Regions from separate parts of the Sus scrofa genome. Here regions 1, 2 and 4 are each linked to region 3. A link is a contact called in public HiChIP or PLAC-seq data. All regions are on one chromosome and are shown on one strand. The core of a region is the stretch at or near the end of the contact, and the rest is flanking DNA. Distances in the headings are between cores, read along the strand shown.

Evidence for each region. HiChIP or PLAC-seq counts read pairs in DNA pulled down with a chosen protein or histone mark.
Region 1: an H3K27ac HiChIP or PLAC-seq map of alveolar macrophages shows a contact between it and region 3, with 6 times the contacts expected there. The contact joins two enhancer-like sites. A contact is called at or near these places in 3 of 47 Hi-C or Micro-C datasets (embryonic fibroblasts, mesenteric adipose tissue and retroperitoneal adipose tissue) and 1 of 2 datasets of contacts at active chromatin or transcription factors (alveolar macrophages).
Region 2: an H3K27ac HiChIP or PLAC-seq map of alveolar macrophages shows a contact between it and region 3. The contact joins two enhancer-like sites. A contact is called at or near these places in 7 of 47 Hi-C or Micro-C datasets (brain, embryonic fibroblasts, heart right ventricle and 4 more) and 1 of 2 datasets of contacts at active chromatin or transcription factors (alveolar macrophages).
Region 4: an H3K27ac HiChIP or PLAC-seq map of alveolar macrophages shows a contact between it and region 3. The contact joins two enhancer-like sites. A contact is called at or near these places in 1 of 5 promoter capture datasets (liver), 21 of 47 Hi-C or Micro-C datasets (alveolar macrophages, brain, embryonic fibroblasts and 11 more) and 2 of 2 datasets of contacts at active chromatin or transcription factors (alveolar macrophages and skeletal muscle).

The regions. Positions count from the first base shown.
Region 1 is chr13:67,452,939-67,456,907 of Sscrofa11.1, reverse strand. It overlaps ATG7 (autophagy related 7), which reads right to left. Exons shown (of 20, transcript NM_001190285.1): 8 at 2,475-2,624. Among named protein-coding and RNA genes, the nearest start is that of ATG7, 37 kb to the right of the region's middle. Within about 2 kb of position 2,582, at least 3 of the 83 cell types and tissues checked have an H3K27ac peak or open chromatin away from gene starts, as enhancers often do. A contact at or near this core is called in alveolar macrophages and retroperitoneal adipose tissue, where this site is marked.
Region 2 is chr13:67,470,791-67,475,085 of Sscrofa11.1, reverse strand. It overlaps ATG7 (autophagy related 7), which reads right to left. Exons shown (of 20, transcript NM_001190285.1): 10 at 3,740-3,861. Among named protein-coding and RNA genes, the nearest start is that of ATG7, 55 kb to the right of the region's middle. Within about 2 kb of position 2,190, at least 10 of the 83 cell types and tissues checked have an H3K27ac peak or open chromatin away from gene starts, as enhancers often do. A contact at or near this core is called in alveolar macrophages and retroperitoneal adipose tissue, where this site is marked.
Region 3 is chr13:67,237,550-67,241,993 of Sscrofa11.1, reverse strand. The region is part of intron 1 of HRH1 (histamine H1 receptor); the gene reads right to left. Among named protein-coding and RNA genes, the nearest start is that of HRH1, 31 kb to the right of the region's middle. Within about 2 kb of position 1,418, at least 8 of the 83 cell types and tissues checked have an H3K27ac peak or open chromatin away from gene starts, as enhancers often do. A contact at or near this core is called in alveolar macrophages and retroperitoneal adipose tissue, where this site is marked.
Region 4 is chr13:67,392,398-67,396,497 of Sscrofa11.1, reverse strand. The region is part of intron 1 of HRH1 (histamine H1 receptor); the gene reads right to left. It also overlaps a transcript of ATG7 not described here. Among named protein-coding and RNA genes, the nearest start is that of ATG7, 23 kb to the left of the region's middle. Within about 2 kb of position 2,622, at least 8 of the 83 cell types and tissues checked have an H3K27ac peak or open chromatin away from gene starts, as enhancers often do. A contact at or near this core is called in alveolar macrophages and retroperitoneal adipose tissue, where this site is marked.

The DNA.
Region 1 (3,969 bases), core at 1,333-3,832, 210 kb before region 3:
GGAGGCCAGGAGACTCTTAAGAGGCCAGCAATCTGTACAGCCTCTGGTGAGCCTTTCTAGAACAAGACAGGGCACAGATGCATGGACCAAACAGCCCAAGTGTCATCCAAATCATTTCACTGGCACTTCTCTTCCATGACTTGAATTTCCAGTTAGCTTCCACGGTCATCTCATCTCCCCTAGAAGACCTCAGATTCTGTGGGAACAGCTATAATCATATTTCATTAACTTGCGGCTCACAGGCGGTGCTCAACATACGCCCTGAGCAACGCTGGGCTTTCTTGAGATACAACTTTAACCAAGTGAAAGCTGCTATGCATGCCTTGGCAAGTGATTGGCCTTCCGGTAAGGGTGAAGGCAAAGTCACCCAGGCTACTTCAAAAAGAGTTGTTCGGTGGTTGAAAAGTGGCTGCTGCTGAGGAAGAAAGGAAGTGGACACACACTGAGCACCTGCTGTGTGGGGCATTTTATCCGCATCACACAGCCTCAGAGGAGGCAGCATTACCACCATGGAGCAGGTAGACCTGGATGAAGAAAGGCTGTGCAAATTCCCCAAGGTCACAGAGCTGCAAGGTGGCGATGGTGGGTGTCAAAGCCAGACCTGTTTGATTCCAAGTGTCAAGCAAGAACCGCCATCCCCAAGTGACATGAGAACCAAATGGAGGAAAGCACACAGGCTTTGGAATCGGACAATTTGGTTGTGTGACCTGGAGTCTCATTTTTGTCAAATAGAAAATGCAGATACTGTGTGACCCCTGCTTCATAAAGTTATTATGCCATCAGGTACGTGAAAGCTCCTTTTAAACTGTCGAGTGCTCTGCAAATGCTTATTTTGGTGCTGCTGCCCCCTGGGGAGGCCCAAGTATTCACCACAGACAACCTGAAGTCCAGCTGCTCTGACACCCAGACTGCTTCACCCCACCTGCTGTCACAATAGCACCTCACCCTCGACTGGGCTTCAAATCATCAATGGCTGATCTCACTGCTGCTAATTTAGCTACAGTCCTGCAAACCTGCCTGGGGCAGGGTCGGGGGTGGTGTGGGGAGGATTTTAATAAAAATTTAATCCTCCGTCATCAATTTTAAAAGGGCTCATTTTGAAAAAGAAAATGCTAATGTAGTTGAGAAAAAAATTCTACTTAAAAAAAGGTACCTGGACTTCAAGCTAAGGAAGAGCCAGGGCATCAGTGACAGACCGGTCTCCTCTCAGCTCTACTCTACATGGCTAGTGAAATTCTCCCACTGGATTTCATTACTGCATAATACTCATTATCAGTGTTTTATTTTTATCTCATATGATATGGAAGTTCTTGGGCTAGGGATTGAATCTGAGCTGCAGCTGCCAGCCTATGCCAGAGCCACAGCATTACCAGATCTGAGCTGCACCTGTGACCTACACTGCAGCTTACGGCAACAACAGATCCTTAACCCACTGAGTGAAGCAGGGATCAAACCCGCATCCTCAGGGATACTAGTCTTGGGTTCTTAACCTGCTGAGCCACAATGGGATTTTTAAGTTGCAATGTCTAATATGGTTAAGATTGCTTACTATCTAGCTCACCACATCTAAAAGACACTTACAGTACTCCTTCATTCATCCAAAATAATTTTATTGAGGGCTTGAGACAAGGGCCTGACACTACATTGACACAGATACATCAGGGTTGGTCCCTGCCCTCTGGGAGCTTACAGTCTAATGGCACAAAAGGCAACGGGGATGGGGAGTGAGTGCAGTGAGTTCAGAGGGAACATGTCCCACCTGCTACAGCATGAGAAGGCTTCACTGTGGAACAGGGTGTCAACAAGGGGAGAGAGTGTCTTAGGGTTCCCACAGGCAGTACCTGTTTCAAGAAGGCAATACAACGTGAGGACAAAGAGAGATATAGAAGAAGTTCGAGGCCTATTTGATTAAGAGGGTTGTCCAGGGACAAAAAGAGATACTTAGCTGGAGCCATGGCTTATGAGGAAATGGTGGAGGATGAGGCAGGAAGGGGGTTTGGAGGCAGAGGCAAGACACTAGGAACTCTTGATCGGTGAATGACACAGGGAACCTAAGGAGCCTGGGGGAGCTCCTTGGTTCTTGGAGGAGTACAAGACGGAGGGAAGAGACTCTCACTGACCAGGAGTGAGATGACCAGGGTCTGCACTACAGAGCAGCTGCAGGAGTAAATTAAAACACAGATACAAAATGTATCAGGAAGGAAAAACTAAAGTAACTTCACCACTAACAGGAAGTCAGGAATCCAACATTACTCTGAGGTGCCACAGAGCTCAGGAAATCTGGGGGAGGAGCTGATTTGGGAACTGCTGCAGGCAGAGGAAGAGGATGAAGATGAGGAAATGTGCTGAAACCTTCTTTGGCAGGGATGGGGGTCAAAAATCTAAATGAGATGGAATGTTGCAGTGATCTATCATAACATGAACATCAGATTGTTTTCACTGGATAACAAAATGATACTCAGAGTTTCTCTGACCTTTGTCCTTTGACTTTGGAAGAAATCACTGTAGTGTTTAAGTAAGGAAACCAGCACCGTGTTCTCATCATACTTGATTAGGAAGTAAGGAAGTGCCGGGACTCCTTCTGTTTGACAAAGATTATCATACGCACGCTCAAGGTCTTGAATCTGAAAACAGGAAACACTGAGTTATTCTCCAGACAATTACGTATCTAGTTCTGAGCTAGAAGTTAACATAAAATAAAAGGTACTTCCAAGCCAGAGGACTGGAAGTGATCGATCACACCCCTGTTAGGCTTTTGTAGCAAATAAACCAAATAACAGCACCTCATTTACATGTAACACTTTCCACCTGCATGGTGGTGTGTCTCAGAGGCAGGGGACATTTTATGGTAGAGCATGATGGTTTGCTAAGATGTCACCACAAAAGTTTAGAGTGGTATTGAAACATTTCTCTCCTATGATAACCAAGCATGAATCTACCATGGATGAATTTTACCCTGAACCTTTCTATAATCTTTAGCAGCTTTACTGGGACATGCTTACTTTACTTACCATACAATTGACTCAATTACAGTGCACAATTCAATGCTGGTTTTAGCATGTTCACAGGAATTTGCAGCCATCACCACAATAGTTTAAGAAGATTTTTGGAGTTCCCGTCGTGCTGCAGTGGTTAACGAATCCGACTAGGAACCATGAGGTTGCGGGTTTGGTCCCTGCCCTTGCTCAGTGGGTTAACGATCCGGCGCTGCCGTGAGCTGTGGTGTAGGTTGCAGACGCGGATCGGGTCCCGAGTTGCTGTGGCTCTGGTGTAGGCCAGTGGCTACAGCTCCGATTCGACCCCTAGCCTGGGAACCTCCATATGCCGTGGGAGCGGCCCAAAGAAATAGCAAAAAGACAAAAAAAAAAAAAAAAAAAAAAAAGAGAACATTTTTGTTCCCGTTAAAAGAAACCTCAAACCCCCTGGGCAGTCAATCCGAGGCCTAATCTTCTTCTCCCACTTCTATTTCTTCTTGGAGAATTAATTCCACAAAATCACAACCTTTAACTTGTCTTAGTAAATGAGTTTATTATTATTTTTTAATCAATAAGGGCTGCTCCCTGGTTTCAGTATTCAGGGCTTTAGTGTTTGGTGTGCTTCCTGAATTCAAGTCATCTTGCCACTCAATCTTTGCCTCCCCAATGATCAGAATTTTTTGGTTGGGGGCCTGTTGAGGGCTCTACCAACTTGATTATTTTCCCTGCTCTTCGAGGAACCATCTCTAATAACCTAATTATTTTTCTTAAACTGAAAAGACTAGCTCTGCATGCAGCATTCTTCACAAAGAATTTCTATAACTTGGCACAAAGGGAGGAGGAGGTCTTCTATTTGATTTCAGAGATTTCTCCCCAAAGTGTGCTGCCTCAGGATCCCCTCAATGAGTGAAGGACACGCTTGGGCAAATTTGTGCAGTCTTTCAAAATGTTTCTGTAATTCCTCCGTACCAGCTTAGCATTTTAACAGATGTCA
Region 2 (4,295 bases), core at 941-3,440, 230 kb before region 3:
CCACCACTGCCAAATCCTCTAAAAACCCTCAAGTGCTTTGCAGAATACTTCTGCTACCTCCTTACCTTAGTGGGCACCAGGCTTCCTTGGTGAAAATCTAGTCTTATAAACCCTACTAATGGGGGTCACCACTCTTACACTCACCACAACATGAGACCTCATTCACTCTCCCTTCCTCACTGAATCCTCAAAATTCAAATAAAGCTTCAGCTTCTTAGCAGGGAATTTACTCAGCCGACAACCTTTCCAGCATCATCTCCAATACCTACTTTAAGTAACAGTCTCTGAAGAAAACAGAAGCTCCTTGACTTAAGGTTAAGAGGAGCAGGACTATTGGGAGGAATTTTATGTTTGTCCTTAACTGTACACTGTTTTTCTGAGGACAGACTCATACTTGTACATGTCTATCAACACTTCTATTTTCCTTTTCTTGGGAACATATTAGCTTTCAACCTTTGTTTCTTAAAATAATACTGCTTGATATAATTATGGGACCTAGAGGTGTTGATTTTCTTTACACAACCTTTTATTTCTGGGATAGGATGACCAATGAGAAACCAGAGAGCCAATTACCTTCAAAAGCTACTTAGCTGGGGACATCCTTCACCCCAAGAAGCTGGAAACAAAGGTCACTTCCTTTTTTAACCTAGGTGCTCTGGTGTAGTGCTTTTTTGGTGTCATGAAAAATTAAAACTGAAATAATAGATTTGAGTTCTTAAAGAGGATAAGAACTCCAAAATTATTTTTCTGGAGAAAACAAAAAAGAATTCAGAACTGTTACTACTTATAATTTGTATGACTTCCTTACTTTTTTTTTTTTTTTTTTTTTTTTTTGGCTCACAGCATGTGGAAGTTCCCAGGCCAGGAACTTGCACAACAACATCAGTGACCAGAGCCATAGCAGTGACAACCTCAGATCCTTAATCCACTGGACCACAAGGGAACTCCATGATTTCTTCACTATTCTTACATTAAATTTAAAAATGGGTTCTCTAGGAGTTCACACTGTGATACAGTAGGTTAAGAACCTGACTGCAATGGCTTGTGTCACTGCGAAAGTGCAGGTTCGATCCCCGGCCTGGCGCAGTAGATTGAATGATCTGGTGTTGCCACAGCTGTGGCATAGTTCACAGCTGAGGCTCAGATTCAGTCCCTGGCCTGGGAACTTCCATATGCCATGGGTATAGCCATTTAAAAAAAAAAAAAAAAAAAAAAGGTTCACTAACACGTAGCACAGAACTTTGACAAGAACTTCAGAACCACAGTCTTGGAGACTATAATTAATAACTCTAGCCTAAGCTTTCTCCCGTTACAGATAAGAAATCATAAGACAAAAATAAAATGTCATTTCAAATTAAAACATCTCTGTACTCAAGATGCCATTGATATTTTAAGAAAATTAGGTGTACTTTAAACTTATTCATAACTTTTTAAAAATACTACATGTGACCATAATATTTAATCTATCACATCTGCTTCCATAAAATCTACATCCAATAGGACATACCCCAAATTAATGAGAAAAAATTTAGGGGAAAATTAGGTCCTGTTTTCCCATAGTTGGACAAACAGGAGAAGCACATTAAGGACAGGAATTAAAAGGAGGAGAGCTCCCTCTCTCCACAGCGTTTGCAGCCTCCTTCAGCCAGCTGCCTGAATCCTGGGATGAGCAAAGGAGAGGAGCTTGGCTACACCAAGGAAGATACAGGATATTCAAATTTCTTATAATATTGTAATTGCCACTATGGGATGTTTAGAAATACTGAAAGATACTACCATACTAATACCTTCAGTTTACATTTCAATATATAATAACTATAAAGTTTTATTTATTATAACATTTAATTTATGGCTCAGAAGGAAAACATTAATTTACATGTAAAAAACAGGAACATTCGCCTTGCTTAAATAATCCACACTCAGTATCAAGTGTAAAGCTGTACTGCCGGCACTGCTGCACTAAAACTCCTTTTTCACATGGAAATGCAGGGTGTCCTGGGCTTGCCAGGTTTGCCCAGCACCAGTGGTATGTATCATTGGGAGCTGGGAGTAATTCAGTGACTTTATCTTAAAAATGTAAAGAAAAGTGCCTTCCCCAAACAGTGGTTGGCAGGAGTAAGTGAGCAACGTGTGAGGTGGCTGGTGGCCTGCCCAGTGCAGGCCAGGCACCCATGACTGGTCAGTTCATGCTCACCTCACTCCCCTGGAGCTGCCCTCTAGTTTATCTTAATAAAACAAAGGTGTGGCACCTAAGTTAACTTCACTAACTTGGAAGCTATTTTAGAATGTGCCAGAAGAGGGTGCTAAACCAAATGCAAATTCCTAAACAAGGCAGAGAGGCCAAACATCTAAGGCTCTAAACTACCAAGTAAACAGCTTCCTCTTGCCTGACCAAGCAGGGTGTTCTCTAGATCTTTCTAAGAAGTCTGTTGAAGACATTCTTCAGTGCTGACAGAGAATCACTGATAAAGTGTCCTCAGAGCCAATCCTGAATCCTTTGGACTCTGGTCTCTGAAAATGACATCTCGAAAGAGATTTTAGGAGTTCCTGTTGTGGCTCAGTGGTAACAAACTTGACTAGTATCCATTAGGACGCGAGTTCGATCCCTGACCTCATTCAGTGGGTTGAGGATCCGGCGTTGCCATGATCTGTGGTGTAGGTGGCAGATGTATCTTGGCACTGGGGTTGTTGTGGCTCTGGCATAGGCTGGCAGTTAGAGCTCTGATTCGATCCCTAGCCTGAGAACTTCCATATGCCACAGGTGCAGCCCTAAGAAGCAAAAAAAAAAAAAGAGAGAGAGATTTTAAACTCCCCACTCCCATCCCCCTAAAACAAATAAATACATACTTTAAGGCACATGACCCATGCATTAAAGAAAGCAATGTGCCTTGGGACAATAAAGATGTTGTAAGGAGCAAATTAAACAACGATAGTATATAAAAGTAATTTGGAAAACATGTATGTCATAGAAATCTGAGGGATCATTTGGAAAGAGTTCTGAGCTTTGGGTACAATAGGAAATTAACGTAAGTTAGCATTTAATAAGCAAGTATAAGATGACACCACTACACCTGTCTTTTACACAGGACTCAGATTCCTCATCTGGGGCACTCCATGAGGTGGGTATTATTATCTTTATTTTACTCAAATTTGAATATGTTATTACGTCTTTGTGACATGTCCATAAATATACATAAATGCAGGTGTATGTATCTATACACTCACACACCTATACATATAAAGTATCTGGGAGCCCACATTTCTTAAATTATGAAAGGGGAATGAGAGCTGACGTCTACCTACAGCACAAGATCAAATGGAGAATATTAAACATGGAAGGAGAAAGGGCACTTTTGCTGACTGGTTTCCTACACAGAGAATAGGATCACATACAATTTTGTGTAACAAATAAATATGTAGGTGCATTAATACTTTATTCTTCCTATAAGAAGGGTAAGGAATAAAGATTTGCATGTTAAGCAAAAACAAAAAAATCAGGGAAAGAAAAATTCTCTGAAAAAACTGCCTGGAGGAAATTTCCTGAGGACAATCTTTGCCTTTGTTCCTTTATGAATAGCTGAGCTGCCCTCTGTTCACAGAAGTGTTCCCATTGGCAAAAAGGTAGGAGTTGTACTTTTCTCTACTTCTGTTGCCATTGTGAAGGGATGAAAGAAAAGTTAAACCTGATTTGGCTTTTGATAAATGATAATTATATGTATTCTCAAGACCGGCAAATTACCTGGGCTAAATGCCACTTCTGGAAGCTTCACTTCGAAGATGATGCTGTGGGCGATGTCTCTCACCCCCTGCAGCGTTCGATCCCGGAAGCACAGGACTTCAACAGACTGGAAACTGCTACTCCTGATGTCAGGCCCAGATTTTTATTTTTTATTTTTTTCAAGGAAGGAAAAGAAAGAGCTCGCATGAGAGCTTCGGCAAACCCAGTTGGAGAGGATTCAATTCATTGTTATTATGCCCCCCTGACACCCCTGGGGGACAGTCTTAACCTCTGGGAGGTTTTGAACACAGGCTTCCTTTGTCCAAGTGCTTGGAGGCTGAGTGTGGAACGGGCTAGGAGTTTTTTTTAGGTGAGTTTTATCTAACAATTTCACAGTGCACACAAATAATTCTGACAGATAGATCTTAAATGCAGGGGTCGGGGAAACTCTTAAAACATTAAGAAGCTCTAAGACAAGCATGGGTTCTTCCTATCTGAACCTGCAATCTATGGAACAGCAGCTCCAGCAGTAGTGAGGAAGCACTACAGACCCTACCAGGATGAGTGAGTGTAACAC
Region 3 (4,444 bases), core at 169-2,668:
AAGTAATGCTGCCATGAGCATGGGAGTGCATATGTCTTTTCTAACTAGCATTTTTGTTTCCTTCAGATAAATACCCAAACGTGGAATTGCTGGATTGGTTGGTAGTTTTAATTTTTTATTTTGGGGGGACCTCCATACTGTTTTCCATAGTGGCTGCACCAAGTCATATTCCCACAAACTGTGCACAAGATGTTCCCTCTTCTCCACATCCTCACCAACCCTTGCAGGTCTTGTCTCTTGGGTGATAGATATTGGAACAGGTGTGGGGTGATAGCTCATTGTGGTTTAGATTTGTGTTTCCCTGCTGGCTAGTGATGTTGAGCACCTTTTCATGTACCTGCTGGCCATCTGTATGTCTTCTTTGGAAAAATGTCTGGTCAGATCCTCTGCCCATTTTTTAATTGAATTCTTGGTTAACATCTTTTGTTTTGGCAACGGTGGTCCTGTCCAGGAGGCCAAAGTTGCTCAGCCAGAGGCCTCCATCCCAGGATGCTCATCCTTAGGCAAAGTGCCTGTTTGCTGCTGGCAGAACCAAGCCTTATCTCCAGCACCCTTTGGTTCAACTGACCATTTGTTCGTGAACAATTTGGGGGGTTATATTCTAAGTGCCAATGACAGTGCCAGTGTTAATTTTCTGTCTCCCTTGCTGCATCCCTGTGTTTAGCATGGTGCTGGCACTCAGGAAATACCTAACTAGGGTATGAACAAATGACAGGAAAGGAGAAAGGGGTTCAGGGCTGTGGATGAGGGGAGCAGACATGTGGCTGCAAGCTGTTGCCTGTCTTAGAGATGCCAGCCCCATCCCTTCCTGAGGTTTCCTTGGTCCCTGTGTCTTAATACATCTCCCAGGTTGGGTTAAGCCTTGGGAAAGAAGCTGAATTAAGCATGAAACTTCCTTCACTGCCTGAGTACCTGGCAGAGCTGTGCCAATTAGCTGATTGCCAGAGTGAAAGGTGTTTATCCTTGCTGGACTCCTCCGGTATTCTGAAAAGCTGAGGCTTGGTGAGGTTTCATGGATAGAGGGAGACAGAGGAATAGGAAGTGAAAGGGTAGAGTCAGAGCCAAGTAGTATGTACCTAGATCTCATTCCATGCGGGCCATTCTAGGAGGCCCTAGACATTCAGTGCTTAAAATAATCAGGCCCTGCTTTAAAGGAGCTTAGAGTCTAGAGCAGGGACTAGCTTTGGCCCACAGATTGTCCTTGTAAATAAATTTTTATTGGAACACAGCCATGCTCATTCATTTGAGTATTTTTTTATGCCTGCTTTCACCCAACGGCAGCATTAAGTATTTACAGCAGGGACTATATGTGGCCCACAAATTTTAGGCCCACAATCTGCCCTCTATAGAAGTTTGCCAGCCTCTGGCATGGAGCCCCAGCAGATGTGCAGTCAGAAAGAGAAGCAGAGAAGAGAGGAGGAAGTGAGAGTACACGCAACCAGAAAACTGGGAGAGAACAGGAGACACCCGCCCATGCAGTGTGACGCGGGAGGGTGGAAGTTCCTTAAATATCTCCACTTGGCATCTTTTGCCAGGATGAAACTCCACCACCTGGAGCTGTTCCTTTGGGAAGAGCATTGCTTTCAAATACCCCCCTGGGGAGGGTCTTTGATCCTCACCCCATACCGCAATTGTGGATTAGTTGATGAGATCTTGCAGGAGGAGACAAGGCTGCCAGAGATTTCCAGAGGCCTGGAAGAAGGGAGAGGGAAAGCCAGATGCACTGGACGCAAAAGCAAATGTGCTGTCATCAGAGATAAGCTGGTGCTGGCAAGTGTCACTGAGCCACTGTGGGGCTTTGGAAAGGCGGGATCACATTTGTGACTTAGGGGTCATTTGCCTCCTAAGAGCCGAGCTGCACTTCCTTCTCCCACCTCTGCCCTTGGAGAGCGCCTGCCTGGTGAGCATGCAGGCCTATGGATACCCAGGTCTGTGCACACATGTGTATGCCCTGGGCACTGGTGTGCATCAGGGATGGATCCATATTTTATTTAGGGTTTAAGTTTATACAATTTGGGGGAGCCCCTTTAAGACAAAGATTTCAAAATCATTAAGACGAATTTAGGTACACATGTATTTCAGTTTTTAAAGAGCACATTTTTTAAAAACTGAAGAATACCAGAAATATCACAAGAGCTAGACAATTCACACATATTTCATTAACTCCCTGATACCATTGGAAATGCATTTTTTTTTTTTCAGATTGCATCTGTGGCACATGGAAGTTCCCAAGGCTAGGGGTCAAATCGGAGCTGCAGCTGAGGCCTATGCCACAGCCACAGCCATACCAGATCCAAGCCACATATACAACCTAGGCCACGGCTTGTGGCAACACTGTATCCTTAACACACTGAGCAAGGCCAGGGATTGAACCTGCATCCTCACAGACACTATGTTAGATTCTTAACCCACTGAGCCACAATGGGAACTCCCAGAAATGCATTTTCTACTCTTCTTTTTTTTGGGGGGGGTGCTGTATACTCCTTGACAGCCTCTTCATATATGCAGGATTTTTAGAATAGTTGCTATACAGAGAAAAGAAAGATAAACCAGTCTTTTTGTCTGGCAAGGTAATTGCAGTTTGCTTTTATTGAGTTAGGGGAGTTCTCATTGTGGCTCAGCAGGTTAAGCACCCAACATAGTATCTGTGAGGATTCGAGTTTGATCCCTGGCCTCACTCAGTGGGTTAAGGTTCTGGCACTGCTGCAAGTCTGTGGCATAGGTCGAAGATGTGGCTTGGATCTGGCATGGCTGGACTGTGGTGTGGCCAGCAGCTGTAGTTCCAATTCAACCTCTAGCCCAGGAACTTCCATGTGCTGCAGGCACAGCTGTAAAAAAAACAAAACAAAACAACAAAAAAAGTTAGGCTGAATAAAACATGACTTTATGGAGATATTTTGCTCCTCCTATGGACACAGGAGTTCTGATCAACTCTATTTTGTGTTCTTCTTCTCACAAAGGAAGAAAAATATACAGTGTACTTGGAGTGATATATGTTGCACATCTGGGCATGCGCTGCATTATCAAACATATGCCCAAGTGGAGAAAAAACTGTTTGTGACGAGGTGTCAATGAGGACTGAATCCAACTCTAATACTACATATCTGATGAATAGAAGAATCTTGCATTTCCACTTCTAAGACTAACTTCTGGGTCTGCACCTTTCCTGTCTTTCTTGCTATTACCCACACATTTCTGGTGTGTGAGGAACCAGAGCACACACTGAGAAAGCTCAGCCCAACTGCTGGCCCGACTCCTCCATGTCCTGATGCAGTGGACGTTGGCACCCAGCAGCGCGCGATTCCTGGAGGCCATAATAAACCATCTGTATGAGAGACGATGGACCACACACATAGACCACTTGGTCCCAAACTACCTGTATCCTCAAATGCTGCTGTCATGAATGAAAGCATGGCGGAGCGGCAGGCAGGGTGGTCTTAACCAATTGTGCTAGAATGATCTACTTTTCCCCAAGGAATGGATAAAGAAAATGGATAAATACAACAGGTCATAAAAAGTGAAGGACTGATACATGTTTAACATGGATGAACCTTGAAAACATCAGTGAAAGGAGCCCAACAAAAAAGGCCACATATTATATGATTCCATTGATACAAACTGTCCAGAATAGACAAATCCATAGAGTCAGATGGTAGATTAGTGGTTGCCAGGGGCTGGAAGGACAGGAATGGACAGTGATAGCTAATAGTTTGGAGTTTCTTTTGGGGGTGATAAAAAAGTTCTAAAATAAGATAGGAGTGATGGTTGTACAACTCTGAATATGCTAAAAAAAAAAGTCCCACTGGATCATACACTTTAGGTGAGTTTTATGGTATGTGAGTTATATTGCTAGATGTTATTTTAAAAAGTTTACGTTTGTGAAATATACAAAACCACGTGATCAGGTGAACACATTGCTACGGTGCCCTCCCAGGTCTTTTAAAAGGGCATGCACATCACCATAAATTCTCCTTTGGTGTATATATGTATCACTTCTTACTGGGACAGTAATGCTGTGTAACAACCACAAAACCTCATGGCGCACAACAAGAAACATTTATTTGGCTTATGAGTCAATCTGTGCTCTGTTGGATGGTCCTTGTTTCAGCTAGTGCCCCACTCATGATGGCTGGCCATGGAATGGCTGCTGTAGGTAGGATACAGCTGGGACCAATGGAGTGACCTGGTTCTGTACCATGTGCCTTGTCTTCTATCTAGGCATGTTTTCACAGTAAAGGCAAAGAGGGAAGAGAAGACAGACATAAGCACTTTTCAAGGCTCTACCTGCATTGAGTTTGCTAACATTCCATTGGCCAAAGCAAGTCCCAGGGCCAAGCCCAGATTCAAGGGGTGGGAAGAGACCCCCTCTTAGGGGAGAGGAACTTCCTTGTCAGAAGAAGTGGCCACTGGTGGGATGGTAACTCAATCATTACAACAATCAATT
Region 4 (4,100 bases), core at 1,373-3,872, 150 kb before region 3:
CTGTGCCAGGCCATGGATTGAACCTGCATCCTGGTGCTGCAGAGACACTGCCAATGCCATTGTGCCACAGCAGGAACTCCATATACTTTTAAAAGACAGACAATAATAAATGTTGATGAGGATGTGGAGAAGTTAGAACTCTCATATATTGTTTTGGGGAATGTAAAAATGGTACAGACACTGTGGAAAAGTCTGGCAGTTCCTGAATAGTTAAAATAGTTACCAGATTTCACTGAAATTCCATATCCAGATATGTGCCCAAGAGAACTGAAGCTCTGTGTCCATATATGTGTGTATGAATCTTTCCAGCACTATTCAAAATAGCCAAAAAGTGAAAGAAACGCAAATGTTTATCAGCTGAGTAGATAATAAAAATATGGTATATCTATGTATTATTTGTCAGCAATAAAGTACTGATCCATGCTATGACATGGACGAACTGCAAAAACATTATGCAAAGTGCAAGAGGCCAGACACAAAAGGCCACATATTATATGATTACATTTATATGAAATGTCCAAGATAGACAAATCTATTTAGATAGAAAAGAGATTAGTGGTTGCTTGGGATTGGGGGTTGGGATGGGAAGGAGTCTTTGCAAATGTTGGCAATGTTCTAAAATTGGATTCTGGTGATGATTATATAACTCTGTACATTTACTAACAATAATCGAATTGTATGATTCACTTAGAGTGAATTTCATGGCATGTAAATTATATCTTAATAAAGTTGTTTAAAAAGAAATTGAATGGCGTTCTCGCTGTGGCACAGTGGGTTAAGAATCAGACTGCAGCAGCCTGTGTAGCTTTGGAGATGCAGGTTGGATCCCTGGCATTAAAAGGGTCTGGCATTGCTGCAGCTGCAGCATAGATTACAGCTGTAGCTCGGATTCGATTCCTGACCAGGGAATTTCCATACTCCTCAAGGACAGCCAAAAAAAAAAAAAAAAAAAAAAAAAAAAAAGAAACAAAAAAAATTCAAAGGTCCAAGAAAGAGAGAGGCTGCCTGAGTGTTTCCAGTTCTGTCTGTTTTAAAAATCTATTTTAGTACACTAGTTTTGCTCCTGAAAATACCACAGGAGTTTTTTTAATAAGGGAAATAAAGACATGTTAGGCAAATATGGATGAAACTAAGAGTGGGTCCTAAAGAGCTACTATAGTTAGGCCACAGTTTTGCTCTGAGTTTCCTAGGAGCCAGAGCAAGGAGAAATATGTGAGCAATTACAAGACTCTAGTGTCATTTATTATTATTATTATTATTATTATTATTATTATTATTTTGTCTTTTTTTTTTTTCTTTTCTAGGGCCGCTTCCCGAGCACATGGAGGTTCACAGTCTAGGGGTCGAATCGGAGCTGTAGCCGCGGGCCTATGCCAGAGCCACAGCAATGCAGGATCCAAGCCACGTCTGTGACCTACACCATAGCTCATGGCAGCGCCGGATCCTTAACCCACCGAGCAAGGCCAGGGATCAAACCCGCAACCTCATAGTTCCCAGTTGGATTCGTTTCCACTGCGCCATGACAGGAACTCCTTTAGTGCCATTTAAATGAAAGCAAACTACTGGCTGGTACTAGGTTTTGGATAAAATGCATCACATAGTTTCTTTTAAAGGTTAGCACAGCAATATGTTAACACATAATTTCTTAGTTAATCAGCAGAACTGGAAGTATGGAAACCTTCCCCCCGCCCCGTACCTCTCTGGTTTTCTTTCATCTTATAATTTGACTTTAAGAGTTTGGGAGGCTGGACTTGTTCGTTTGCCTGCCCCTTTCCTTCCCCACCCCAGGTGGGACAGGCTGAGGTTTCTAAAAACAGGCAACACAGGAAAGGGAAGCTAAAGAATAATCATCCTTAATGGCAAAGAAAAGAAGCATAAAAAGCCCAGCTCCATTACCTCTTACCCTCAAGCAAGAAAAGCCATGAAGAAAAAAGAAAAGTAATGTTTCTACCTACCTGCACTGGACTGGGAGGTTTTCCTCATTAATCCTTACAGTGCTGATGACCTCACAGTGAAGGAATCGTTCTTGCCCTGATTTAAAGATGTGGAAAGAGACTTCTGGAGTTTAGTGGTTGCCTTGCACTAAGCTCCAAGGGTTGGCAAGTGACGTCATTTAAAGGCCCAAGTGACACCCACCTTCTAAGACGTTTGAATGAGCTGCATGCCACCCCCGCCCCACCTCATCCTCTTTTTCATTATGGTGAGAGAGGGAAGTGAATAAACACTTTAAATAAAGATTTCATGTAATTGGAAATATGAACATCCGTGCTAACTTTAGTCAAGGATGTGGCAAACGCAGCACCAGTCCCAGCACACATACACATATCATTTCAGGACATGATGAATAATGCTTTCTTGCTGTTCCAAATCCCTGGAGATTAAGCTGAGAGAAAGGCACTCTCAAAGACCAAAGTTATCCAGGCTGTCCTCTTCTTAAGAAAAAAAGAAATTACGATATTGAAGTAAATAAAAGAACTGGCAGGAGAGAAAGGAGAGGCATACACAGTGTTTATAAGACAGAGCTCTTAGGTGAACAGGACTTTCTTTAATGTCTCTGTCTCCTTCAGTCAAGTGACTGGGAGCCTGACTGCAGTGGCCACCCCAGCCCCACATGTGGGGCTCTTTAGCGCCACCTGCTGGTTAAGCCTCCCCTTGGTTCTCTAACAGAGCAGGACCCTGTGAGGACCCCTAACTCATGTCCTCCTCCTGCCTTTTTGTCTGTAGAACAAGTTTAGTCAAAGAATCAATTTAATCAGAGAAGTGAGAAAATAGAAAAAGGAAAACAGTCAAGCAAGACAGAATAATAGTAGTTTAGCCATTCAACAAAGTCCAGGACCTTTAGTAAGTTCTTTAAGGACTATAGGTAATATGCTGCGCCATGTCCTCGGAGCTGTTTTGGAGGTGCTGAAGCCTCCACCAGGTGGAGAAGTCAACTGTGTGCTTCCCATAAGCACGCAGACCCCAGACCGGCTGGAATGAGAAAGTTGATGATGCTGATTCCCAACCACCTCAGCACCCACCAATCAGGAAAACATCCATGAGCTGATCACCCCCTGCTCCTCAAACACTATAAGACTCCTCACTACCCCCTCCAAGGTGGGGGGGGGGCGGGGCGCGCACAGTCTTTGAGGCACTGGCCTGCTGAGCTCCCCTCTCTGCCTGGGAATTAGAGCTACTTTTTCTATTTCCTTCAACTATTTCTTTTTTTTTCTTTCTTTCTTTCTTTTTTTTTTTTTTTTTTTTTGGCTTTTTGCTATTTCTTGGGCAGCTCCCGCGGCATATGGAGGTTCCCAGGCTAGGGGTCGAATGGGAGCTGTAGCCGCCAGTCTACACCAGAGCCACAGCAACGCGGGATCCGAGCCGCGTCTGCAAACTACACCACAGCTCACGGCAATGCCGGATCGTTAACCCACTGAGCAAGGGCAGGGATCGAACACGCAACCTCATGGTTCCTAGTCGGATTCGTTAACCACTCGCCACAATGGGAACTCCCCTTCAACTATTTCTTCATCTTTCTATTTGGCATTGGTGTACAGAGGCAGCTGCTATTTCAGCAATAATTCTGGACCCAGATTGGTCAGGGATATGTGTGCAGTGGGACACAGGTGTGTGAATCAGTCTGGCTGCTGGTTCCATTCTGATATTCATTCATTCATTCATTCATTCATTCATCGTCTATCTACCCACCCATTCTCCCTTCCTTCCATCAATCCATCCACCCAACCATAAAGTCTTTATTGAGGTATCAGGTACAGATGTTATAACAGGAAAAGGATAAACAATCCCTGTCCAAATGGAGCTTACAGCCTATATTGGTGGCTCACAACCTTGGCTGCCTGGAGAGCTTCTAAAACATACTAAGACATCTGCTTCAAGGAAGATGGGGTACAGGTACTTTTCCCTATTCTTCTGCTAAGTACACTTAAAAACCCTGGACATCATGTTTAAAACAAACCAAAGATGGCTCTGAGAAGTGGAGAGGCAAAGCAAGACCAGCTATTCTTTGGAATTCTTTGGCATCCCAGGACTCAAAAGAATAACACAATGGTAAGTTCCTCAGATTTTCATTTGGTCATATAGGAGACTCTGTAATGATGAAG